Regions from separate parts of the Mus musculus genome. Here all the other regions are linked to region 2. A link is a contact called in public HiCAR-type and promoter capture Hi-C data. All regions are on one chromosome and are shown on one strand. The core of a region is the stretch at or near the end of the contact, and the rest is flanking DNA. Distances in the headings are between cores, read along the strand shown.

Region 1 (4,064 bases), core at 1,062-3,561, 2.5 Mb after region 2:
TTAAGCCTCCTGTGTGCAGGGATTATCAGGGGTAAGCCAGCAATCATTCAGGAAGAAGTCCATGTGTTAAATATGTTTGTTGTTTTATAGGATGGCATCTTACTATGAACCACAAGCTAGCTTTGAATGACCAGCAATCTTCCTGCTTCAGCCTTCTGAGAAGATTACAGGCATATAAAACCATCCCTTGCTTGGTTTTCATTAACCGCAACCTATTTCCTGGACCCTTTGTAGAAAATGCAAATGAGAATACAGACAACAGCAGTTAGCAGTCATAAAGTTACCAAACACCAGGCATGTTTTAGAATACTTGATATAAATGAACATGATAAAATGTCATGAAATGTAATGCTTTAGGGACATCATTGACTGAGAAGATGATCCAGGATGAGGCTATAAAAGATGGTGTCCACCGTGGCTCTCAAATCATTTTATACTATCCTTTCTATCATAGTGGACACTGGTATACCACTATGGAAAGTCTGGCTTTATAAGCCAAAGTGGCAATGGCTACACATCTGCATTGTTTTTCTAGTATCTGGTTATGTTGCCCATGCTGGCCTGGGACTGGGAATTGTCTGGACTCAGGTTCCTAAATGTTGGGCTTCCAGATCTACAACATCAAACATAGTCCCCCACCCCCAAATTAAGATGCACACATTAATACTGCGCTTAATTACGGTCCAATTATATTACATGTTCTTGAGAGGCTGCAATTCAAAACTCAGATCTCTTAATTCTCATTTCCTATTTTCGACATCTCTGCTCAACTAGCCTCTTTCAGTCATTTAACACTAAGTGGGGAGACTCCATGAAATACCATTACATGACTTGAAAAAAGTGCTAAGAAAAATCCTGATTCTTACAAATTTTTCCCTGTGTCGTCAGTAAAACATTCTTTACATTTAAAGTGAGGAATTTCTGAAGACGGAGGTGCTTACCTTCCTGTGTTCAGCTCTTCTGGCTGTGGCTGGTGACCACCTGGCGGTTCTTCAGAGGAAGTCTGCTCAGTGCTGCCCTCCTCTTCAGGCAAAGGCCGGTCAACCTGTTCTTCTGACAAAGCCAGGCCAGCCTTTCTTTGCTGTTTTCTGAGTCTTTCCTCTTCGGCCAGATAGAGGTGTTTCAGGTGCTCTGGGTAACGATCTGTGAACTGGGACTCCTGTGACGCTGGTGCCTCCTTCACCTTCCACAGCAATTTCTTGTAATTTTGCTGGATCTTCAGTTTTCTCCGAAATGCAAAACCTTGTCCTAACATTGAAGGATTTCAGTTACAATTACTTTAACAGAAAATGAAAACTAAATATTTTTTTCTTTTACTTTATATTCAAATGAGAGAATTACTTGGCTTTGCTTTAAAGATAAGGTTAGGCAACCATTTAATGGTACACTGAAGAGCAAGGTGGCCCTTTACCTAAATATAAGGGTAACAGCGAGTTGTCAGACATCACATTAAAAACTCTAAGTACAGTAAACTAAACTTTACTGCTCACCTTGAATTTAGACTCATATCCACAAATTACATTTTATTTAATCCACATACAATCTCACTTGGGTCTTCAGTAAACACTTAATAAATAAAGTAGAGTAGTCTAGTATTTTTCCCTTGGAGGATCTTACTAATCACTTATTTTCCAAAACACAACACAAAACAAAAGGGGGAGGTACTGTACAACTTTCTGAACACCTGTCGATTATTCTTAGATCGAACAAAAACCACTTAAGCATCTGACATGCAACGAGAGGCCTTCAAAGACAAGACATCGAATCGAATCTAAGGAAGGCAGCAGTATGAGACTGGAGGGCTACTGTGGTGTCTTTTGGTTATCAAAGCTTTGGGGCAGAGTATTTTAATGTAATATTGTATCTATATTACATACTTGCTGTAGTAGAGATGCAAGTATGTCTGGGTGCTTCTTAGCCAAGCGCACCTCTAGACGCCCCGTGTCTTCGCTTAGACCTGAGATCTGCGTTAAATCACTGAAGCTGACCGCACCGTCCGGTTCTCAGTCAAAGGACTGAGAAGCTCTCGGACTTGGCGAGCTTAGGAACGGCTTCCCCGATCTCAAGCCGGATCCCATCCTACTCCCTCGACTTCGGCGGGCCCGAGCGCTCCTCCACGGCTGTCCCTCCTTACCCTTGCGCACGCTCCCCCGGAAGGCTTGCTGGGGGTTCGGCCGCCAAGTCCTGCGCTTCCCATTCTGGTTTCCGAATCTGACCTGAGAGATCCCTTCCCCACGCGCCGCAAACCCTCCGGTCCGCCACTTGGAAGACGGCCGCGAAGGCGCCATCTTTTTCCACGGTGGGAGTTCCTGGAACGCCAGTGGACGCCGACCTAACACGTCACGAGGCGGAAGCAATCAATCGCCCAACCCGGCGCGTGCTCGGAGCTCGACTGCCTCAGCCTGAGCCGCTTCCGGCGGGGAAGAGAGGGGTCGCGCGGCCATGTTGGCGCCACCTGCAGCCCCGGAGGATGAGCGTCATGGCGGCGGCCTGCCCTCTGCCCAGGACCCCGGACCTGCCCACGCTGCACGACAAGTTACAGGGCTTGCTGAGCTTCCTCAGGGGCGCCCTGGCCATTTCCAGCGCGCACACGGTGGACTTCTACACCAAGTCGGTCTGGCAGGAGCTGGTCGACCTGCCCCCTGAGAGCGTGCTGGCGGCGCTGAGGGAGTCGGCGGTGGAGGCCGAGCCGCGCGAGGCAGAGACGGGATCAGGTGACTGGCGGGGCGGGCGGGGCGGGCGGGGCGGGGGCTGTCAGCGCGCCCCCTGGTGGAACTCGGCGGAAGTGGCAGGGACTTGAAGGATGCTGTTACCTAGGAGATGAATTGGAGGGAGCTGAATAGCGAGGATGGATGGAGACGGGCGGGGTCCCCTCTGGGTTCTAATCTGGGTGTTGGTCAAGTTCCACAACTTAAAGTAGTCAACCCGGGGAAGAGGCGTTCCTTCATTTATTGATTCAACAATTTAGTTTTGAAAACATCTAAAGGCTGTGTGATGATCAATACAAAGTAGAAGTGGACTTGGGGGACCAATAAGAGCCAGTTCCTACTCGGCACAAGGTATCGTGGATTAGGATGGTGATAGTGAAAGCTTTGAGTGCTCGCTAGTTAATTTGAAAACACACCTTTAATTCCCAGCACTTGGGAGGCGGAAGCGGAGGCAGGCAGATTTCTGAGTTCGAGGCCTGCCTGGTCTACACAGAGAAACCCAGTCTCGGGGAAAAAAAGAAGAAGAAGAAGAAGAAAACTGTATTTTCAATATCAGTTATGCACCCTGGTGTTTTCTAGGCTCTGGAGTTTGATACCCGCAAGAAACTTAGATTCTACCAACTTAGATTCTATTCTGGAAATAGAGGAACAGGAACAGTAGCAGCTACTGGAATTGCTTGTGCTTTGCTTCCAGGTGTTCCAGATGTTGTCAGCATTAGTGAACTTACTTAATCACTGAAGCAGCCTGTAAATGCAAAGTGCCCCGGGGGCGGAGGTAGGGGCCATGGAGGGGGGGGGGTTATAATGGTAGAACTTAAGACACATTGGTTCTTGGGCAATAGTTCCTGGTTGTTGGAAAGTTAGACACCCTTTCAGTTTGCTCCCATAGTATTCTGCGTTGATAACCTGGTACATAAACTTGTAGAAAGCAGGAACCGTATTTGCCTTAACCAGGATTCCAACGTGTGGGAAACTATTTGGCATACATTAAGTACTCTATAAAATATTTGTTGAAAAAAAGTGACTCTTGTTGGCTTTCAAAAAGAAAAAAAAAACGAAGAAAATACAAGAAAACAAAACTTTTAAGTGCAGAGCAAACCTTTGTTTAACTTTGTCTCTTCCTGATGGGCTATTACCTTATATATACTAATAGCTTGATTCATTGGTGCCTATTGTATGTTCTGCAGTTTGCTTTTGCTAAAAGTTTTTTTTTCCTGTTTCCTCTGTGTGTGTGTGTGTGTGTGTGTGCAAAAGTCTGAGTACCAATTCAGAGACTAGACTCTGGACGTGATAACTTTTTGAGTTTTATGAATTCCCAGCTGTTTTTTGAGCTGACTTATTGGAAGCAGTCCTTCG
Region 2 (3,628 bases), core at 480-2,979:
GCATCTCTGCTGTCCAAAATACCGCTGGGGCGACTTTAACACGGGTTTACTGCGAGATAACGCTTAGCTATTGCTAAGGCTACGCTTTCTTTAAAGGTGCCTTTGCTTGTAAACACTGCTAGGGAAGTGGAGATAAAACAACCTGATAGCCCGAGATGGACACGTGGGAAATCAGAAGACGTCATCACCTCCACGAATCGATTTCCCTAACACTTGATCTCTCTCTCTCTCTCTCTCTCTCTCTCTCTCTCTCTCTCTCTCTCTCTCTCACACACACACACACACACACACACACACACACACACACAGACTCAGAGACAGACAGACAGACAGACAGACAGACAGAAGTCTAGGCTGCCAAATCCTGGGGAATACCAACTGTCTATCATTCTAAAGCAATAATCCGGTTCCAGGGGCGGAAAAAAGAGCACGTGTCCAACTTTTCTGGGTCGGGGTAACTTCCCAGCAATCATTTACTCCAAGTAAAACTCCATCCCCGCTGCAGAGAGTGGAAGGGAACTCCGGGCCCCGGACCGAGGGAGCTCCCTGGTGGAAGACTCGGGAGGCGGCCCCGAGCCCCGCACCGGCCCGCCCCGCCCGGCTCACCTCCGCCGCGGGGATGTTGACCACGCCGGTGGAGCGGCGCTTCTCCCGCAGCTTCCTCTTCTCGATCTGCCCCTTGCCTTTCCTGGCGCTGGGTCCCGAGCTGCGGCCCTTCTCCCGGGCGCTATCCGGCTCCTCCTCATCGCCCCGGGACCCAGGCGCTCCCGAGGCCGCAGCGGCGCTAGGGCACTCGTCCTCCGCCCGCCGGGAGCCGGGAGCCGCGCGGGGCAGCGTGGACGAGCCGTGAGCGCAGTTCAGGGCGCCGGGCGCGGGGGCGGCAGGTGCGGCCGCGCCCGCGGGGCCGTGGTTGAGCTCCGAGGTTCCCGCGACCGCGGTCGGGGTCAGCGATCCCGCGGGGGACTTGGCGGCTGGATCCCCGCCGCTCGACCCCGGGCCCGCGGGGTTCTGCTTGGCGCGCATCTTCTCGCGCTTCGCCTTCCACTCCTCCAGGAAGTCCGTGGTGGTGCTGCCGCCGCTCCGGTAGCCGCCGGTCGCCATGTTCCCAGAGGGGCCGGCGGGGGCGCCCCTCACGCCGCGACTCCTGTCTCCCGCCGGCGCCGCCGCCTGCCCGGGAAGCGAGAATGCGCTGGGGACTGCGCGGGGTGAGCGCGCTGCCGGACCGACGCTCTGCAAGGAAGCACACGGGGCGGGGGAGGGGGCGCGGCGTCAGGTCCCGGGGTGGCCGCGAGACAGCGATCGCCGCGCCCTCGGCGTGGCCGCGCGTCCCAGCCGCCAAGTTCGCAGGACGTACCTCTGCGGTGCACCCCGAGAAATCCGACCCCGGGGAAGGAAGAGAGAGGAAGAGATGGGCCCCACCCTCGCCGCCCTCCCCGTCGCACCCAGGTCCCCGACCCCGCACCGGGACACCCGCGCCGCTGCCACCTGTGTGCACAGCTCCCCGGGACTCCCATTCCGCTCGCGCGGGCCTGAGCTCCGCGCCGCAGACGCCTCCATTCCGAGACGGGACGCGGAGAGCCACCAGCCGGCTGGAACCGGGGGGGACGTGTCCAGCGGAGAGGAGACCCGTGCGCGAGTCCCGTGCGGGTGGCCCGGAAGAGCCCCTTACCTCCGAGAAGTTTTTAGGTGGGACAAGGAGCGTGGCGGGGATGAGGGTTGTCCAGGTGAGCCGGAGCGTCCGGGACGCGCACGACCAGCCCCGGCAAACTCGCCGGCCTGAGCTGGGGGCAGTCCCTGGCTGGAGGGAGGGAGCGAGCGAGGGGCGGAGGGGGGCGGGAACCGAGCGGGGCCGAAGCGGGGCGGAAAGGGCCGAGTCCCTGCGGCCCGAAAGGGGGCGGAGAAGTACCGCCGAAGCCCCGCCCTCCGCGCTCAGGTGCGCGGCGCCCCGCCCCTCCCGCCGCCCTGACTCCTCCCTCCCGGGAATCGCACTCAGAGCGGACACCTCCTACCCAGGCTCGCAACTTCACTGCGGGCTGCCTTCCAGCTCCGCAGATTCTAGGGCGGGATCGGCCGATCCACGCCCCTCTCTCTCCTCACTCCTCTTCCCCGCCCCTCGGGTCTCCCACCACTCTTCCTTTTAAGTACAAGACCGTATTATTCTAGGGAAAGTTGTGACTTGCCGGAGGAAAAGTGCTACCAGCTAGGGGATGATTCAGGACCTGGCTCGCCAGGGTGGGGAAATACCCACATGGTCCCTTTCCCTCGCCGCCCTTCCCTCCCTCTTTCTAGACGCCAGGGGGGTGGCAGGTAGGAGACTGAGAAACCCAGCAAGCCCCTTCAAAAGCAGCGAGTGTCGTGATTTAAAAAAAAAAAAAAAGTTAGCTAAAAGGAGATGCTAAAATGATCGATGAATTATCAAGAGTTTTTTATTCTTTCAAGATCTTGTTGGCAACCCATGCGGTCTTCACGCTGTCTCTACACCGCTTATAGGCAGATTTAGCAGCAAATCTCCCCACCATCGACCTAAAGCTGGAGAGTCTCTGACTTTCCATCTTTTCTATGCCCAGGCATGAGTCAGTCCATCCTCACCTGCGATCAGAGCTAAGGGGACTTATCTCTCACATCTGTGCAATGTCAGAGTGCATCATTTTCAGGAGCTATGAAACCGTGTTTCCCAAACAGTAAGAGTCCGGAGGCACATAGGCTGACCGAACGATTCATCGTCGTTTTGCTCAGGTGACACAATGTAGGTAAGGAGGCAGCAGGTAACACGCCACAGCAATGGGCACAGGCTATAGTGACTCACAGTCTTGCATTTCTCAGAAGCAATTCTGGTCTTTGGTCTGCCTGTTGGGCTGGACATACGATTAACTTGGAGAAGGCTTAGAAAGTTGCTTGGTAAAAGGCCTCTCCCCGCACCCCACCCAAGAAGGATTAAAAAAAAAAAACAAAACAAAAAAACCAGGCTGACTGCGAGCCTAGCTGGTACCAACTTAGGTGTGCTGTGTTGGTTTCTCGGGCTTGTTTTCTGAGGCAAGCTGGAGCCTGGCTATATAGGTTCACATTCCTGAGTTAGTTACCTGAGAATGCTCACTTGGAAGGATTAAACACAGCGCTGGAAAGAGGACAGGCTCAGCCTGGATACGCATATGTAAATTACCACAGGGATCTTTAATGTATGTTTAAATTCTCTGAATTCAGTCGCTTTCTTTACTATGAAATACAGTACCTCGTTTTTAAAAGCTGTTTTAAGAGTCGACTCTGATTGTGGTGTGCTTGATTCAAGGACTACTTCTGATAATAAGATTTCAAACAATCATAGGTTTCTGTCTGGGAAGTGGAAGAAAGGAGAAAAAGACAAGGTAAGGAATATGTATTAACTTGAAAGCAATACACCTTGAATGAACAAGGGTAACACTTATAAATACAAATTTATCTCTTAATCGTCTCTGAGTCAGGAGTGCTGGCTTGCTTGGCTTTGGGTAAGTTGCTTAACTTCTGTGCCTCTGTTTACCTGCATATAAAATGGGCTAATGATACCTCCGTCGTCAGAGCACTGTGAAAGCGCCTCAGGTCCTTAGATAAAAGGTAAGAGGTGGGAACCAGAGCAGTTGCTAGTCTATAAAGT
Region 3 (4,105 bases), core at 443-2,942, 2.8 Mb before region 2:
GAAAGAGCAACATGTTAGAAATTAGTTGGTCTTTTAATAGAGTGCATTTTAAATTGCATGGCCTTTCCCTTCCTTTTATAAAACCTGTTTTTATAAAACCAGCATTTTAATAATCTCACTGCAAAACAGGTTCTAGCAAGCACAGCAACTGATCCCAGTCTCTCGGCATGATCAAATTTAGATGAAACCCCAGGGGAAGAGAGAGCGTAACAAGCAATTTACCTATACCTCAATTGTTCTCTGGAATTCTTCAAGAGGCAAAAACTATTTTAAATGGTTATCTTGAAAGACCTTTAATTGCACTAATTTGGGGCTGCACTAATTTGAGGTTGTTTACAGTGAAATTACTTTGAAGAATTCCCTGCTAACCCAAGGTATTCTAATACTACTGTTACTTAAGTCTTCCAGCAGCAAAAAGGCACAAACTTCATTAAGTTATTGAAAGCAGATATGCTATCGTCAGATAAGTGTTCCCATCTGTTTAGAGACGAACCCAAGTTAACTTATTTCAGACGGCATTTAGTTAAAATGAAATTAGGTTATGTTTCACGACGCAGATGTCGCTCACAAAGAAGTGTTAAATGACTTTAGTGAATGGAAAATCTGCATCTACTGTTGCTTCGCATCAGCCGGTCTTGAGTGGGTTGCTCAATGAAGCAAAAGCATGCTCCATATGAAACTCCCTGGAACCTGATTACACTCTCCACAGCTTAGCCGCAAACAAAACGTAAAAAAAAAAAAAAAAAAAGTGCAACGAAGACACCGCCTTTTCTCCAGTGTGGCAAGAAGGCCAACGGAGCTGAGGTTTAAGGAACACCGCGACAGTCTCTGCAAAGGCGGGTGCGGTCCGCCTGCGAGCGGCACAACCTCTTCAGGGGCTGTCACAGGAAAACCCCAAGCCTTGCCTTAACCGCCCGGGGCGACAAAGCGCCAGGTTTTCACCCCCTGCGCGGGGGGCTTCCGGCGAGCCCCGGCGTCGCCCTGTCAAACTTCGGGAGGGGCAGACACACTCGGGACCCGGAACGCCGCCGAGCCGCCCCCGCCCCCATCCCAGGTCCCCACTGGGCTTTGTACCGCTGCAGACGCACCTACCGCGGGCCCCAAAAAACACGCCACCCCCGCCAGCCCTGCCAATCTCCCTCTCAGAAGGGACAAAGGAGAGGCAGGAGGGGAACTCGCGGCGCGGGGTACCCACGAGTGCCCACAGCCCGAGCTCAGAACGTAGGACTGAGGGACTACAGTCACCCCAAAAGGCACGACTCCGCTGCTCCCCAACACCGGGCTGAGCGCCACTCACCGATGCGGAGCCCCAGAGGAGGCGGCCCGCAGGGAGCAGGCTTCCGTGGGATCACAGGGACGCCGGAGTCCGGGGCCTTAGTGTCCGGTGGGACCCCCCCTCCTCAACTTCTCTCGGCTGCGGTCGCCCGCGGGAACTGAGAGCCAGCCCGGACGGAGAGCACAGGCGAGCCGCGGCGGGGGCTCGGCCCGGAGCGGCGAGCGAACTCGGGCTCCTCCGCCCGCGGGCCAGGGCGGAACCTCTTCCTTCTCTACCGCTACCGCTCTCGGCGGTGGCCGAGTCGAACGCCGCTGCCGCCCCGGCTGCCGCTGCCGCTGCCGCTGCCGCTACCACCGCCGCCCAGCTGGGAGCGCGTCGCAGCAGAATGCTGTCATCCGCCCTGACACCGCCTTTCTGGGCGCCGCGAGCCGCCACCAGCCTTCACATCCCAAGGCCCGCCCCTCTCGCAGCCCCGCCCCCAGCCCGGGCCTGGGCCACGCCCCCTTCCCGTCACGTGACGCCGCAAGGAGGCGGTCCCCGGGTAGCTTCTGCTGGGCGGGCGCGCAGAGGCAGCTGCTGGCAGCTCGTGGTGATGGCGAGCTGTCATGTCACCTCCCCTCCGCTCCCCTCCCCGCCCTCGAGGTTCCCTCTCAGGAAGCCCTGGGGTGGAGGGCCGGCTACCCGCAGGTCTCTGAAGTGCTCGCTGGGCAGGACCCGCCTCCCGACCTCTGGCCGGGCCCACAGAGGAGGCTGCCAGGAGAAATTGGGGCTTGAGAAGCAGCCAGGAGTCCCTGCTGCCTAAGTTCCAATGACACGTTCACTGTGGTGTCTCATTAGCTGTTGGCCTCACAGGAGGTTTGAGATGTAGACTTCAGTCACGCTGGGATGAAAATAGCCTAGCAGGCTTTCTTGTTATTGTTCCTAGTCATGTTCAGAATCCTGGGTGCCAGCTTTTACAGTCATGAAGTTTTACAGTGAGGTTGGTGACGGTTTTAGCGACGTGGCAAGTTGATAGTACCTCTCAATTTGAACAGAAAGCCTAATTTAACTCTTCGGATTTTGTTGTTGTTGTTGTTGTTTTGTACCTCAACTCTTGGCTTTTTTTGTTTTTTGTTTTTTTAACCATGACCCCAGAAATCCCTCCCCATCCTGTGGAGAGGAAAGGGGCAGAACTCATCACTGGAAGAAAGCCAGTTACAATACAGAAGAAGAGAAAAGCGACCTAACAGTGCAGAAGGAGGAATGAGCTGCCTCTAACAAGGCCATTCTCTACGATAAAAATTCAATTCCTTATTCCTTTATCCTTCTACTCTGGAACCAAGAATTTTTTTTTTAACTTTACACAATTTCCATTACATTTCTTGACAGGAAATCAGATGACATTCTGATCGTTTGGATACTTAAGTAGGCCATAGGATTCTGCCTGTTACTGATGTATTTCATAGCAGCTCTAAAAAATTTGCAGACGTGGCCATTTTGTTGCCCAAAGAAAGAGCAATTTACTGCTCAGTTAAATAATGCCAGGCCGCTGATCTTTAAAACACATCTTGATGCAGCTATGTTAACATTTGAAAAACAATTAGATTTTGTCATGAAGGACTGTTCCAATGAGGGAAAGATTCTGCCACATTCTTCTGTTAAGAAACCTAAGAAATTATATTTGTATTTTACATAAACATAAGGGAAGTTTATTGTTTTCTTGTTTTGTTTGTTTTTCTTGCTTGATTGTTTTGTTTTGTTTTGTTTTTCAAAGAGACAGGGTTTCTCTGTGTAACCCTAGATGTCCTGGAACTCCTTCTGTAGGCTATGCTGGTCTCAAACTCACAGAGAGCTGCCTGGCTCTCTCCTTTCTGAGTGCTGAGGCAGTGCAAGGCAGGAAACATTGTTATGTGATGGCGGTAACGTTCCAGTTTATCAGCAGATTGAAATGTCACTTATCTGAAGCAATGCTGTTTTTTTCAGACTAACAAAAGCCAATGTCATTTTTTAATGAATTGGGTTTTAATGAGATATAATCTAAAAGATAAGAATGCATAATATCTAAACCAAGCAATAATCAGTTCGTGGGAGGCTGGAGAGATGAGGCAGTCAAGAGTACCTGTTCTTGCAGGTCCTGGTTTCTATTCCCAGCACCCATGTGCTGGCTGGTGGGTCCAGGAAATCCCACCTCTTCTGACCCCCTCAGGCACAGGGCATGCACATGCAAGCAAAACACCCGTACACATAAAATAAATCTTTTTTAAAAGTTACCTTGTGAGTAGCTGGCCATAACAGCCCATCTCTGTAGAGTTTAAGACCAGACTGTTCTTTCTACATAGCAAGTTCAGGACTACATAGACTCCTAGAGAGACCCTGTATTTAAAAACAAATAATCAGGGTAAAAGTATGTCCCTTGTTGTTATTTAAATTGTATTTCTTACTGTGACCTGCAGTTAAATATATTTAAACAATTTTCCTAGAATATTAGATAACAAGAAAAATATACCTTCTTGGCTGTTTGGCTGTTTCCTTTGCTTTCACCCTGAGAATTGAAATTGAAGATTGCAACAAAGGAGGCGGCAAATTGCTTTGCCTAATTCCCTTCTGCCTCAGCCCCAATTTCTTCAATTGGCCTTTGAAAATCTGGCCATTTCTGCAGTGTAAAAGAGGGTATGAGCAATAAAGAGACCTACATTAGAGACGTAGCTAATTAGATATGTATCTAGATAAATTACTGTACCGCCAGTTCTGATAAGAGTCGGGCTTTTGACTACAAACTCATTAAGGAGTGGTAGCTTCCCCACCCCACCCCACCCCACCCCACCCCCATCCGTATACTAAGGATTACAC

What was found. Promoter capture Hi-C pulls out the DNA fragments that hold promoters and counts their contacts. HiCAR-type assays count read pairs that join an accessible place to other places.
Region 1: a promoter capture Hi-C map of embryonic stem cells shows a contact between it and region 2, with 9 times the contacts expected there. The contact joins the promoter of Ccdc59 here to the promoter of Pawr in region 2. A contact is called at or near these places in 2 of 39 promoter capture datasets (embryonic stem cells and liver), 1 of 484 Hi-C or Micro-C datasets (uterus) and 2 of 115 datasets of contacts at active chromatin or transcription factors (astrocytes and embryonic stem cells).
Region 3: a HiCAR-type map of astrocytes shows a contact between it and region 2, with 2.6 times the contacts expected there. The contact joins the promoter of Osbpl8 here to the promoter of Pawr in region 2. A contact is called at or near these places in 1 of 484 Hi-C or Micro-C datasets (embryonic stem cells) and 1 of 115 datasets of contacts at active chromatin or transcription factors (astrocytes).

The regions. Positions count from the first base shown.
Region 1 is chr10:105,839,726-105,843,789 of GRCm38.p6, reverse strand. Ccdc59 (coiled-coil domain containing 59) reads right to left here and starts at 2,311. Exons shown (of 4, transcript NM_025602.3): 1 at 2,135-2,311; 2 at 942-1,248. The coding sequence starts at 2,288. Mettl25 (methyltransferase like 25) reads left to right here and starts at 2,410. Exons shown (of 12, transcript NM_207522.2): 1 at 2,410-2,714. The coding sequence starts at 2,471.
Region 2 is chr10:108,330,290-108,333,917 of GRCm38.p6, reverse strand. Pawr (PRKC, apoptosis, WT1, regulator) reads right to left here and starts at 1,729. Exons shown (of 7, transcript NM_054056.2): 1 at 1,670-1,729; 2 at 607-1,230. The coding sequence starts at 1,101. It overlaps Gm40755, which reads left to right and starts at 915. Exons shown (of 2, transcript XM_017314170.2): 1 at 915-3,628. The coding sequence starts at 1,185. The coding sequence ends at 2,141.
Region 3 is chr10:111,162,389-111,166,493 of GRCm38.p6, reverse strand. It overlaps Osbpl8 (oxysterol binding protein-like 8), which reads right to left and starts at 1,692. Exons shown (of 24, transcript NM_175489.3): 1 at 1,298-1,692.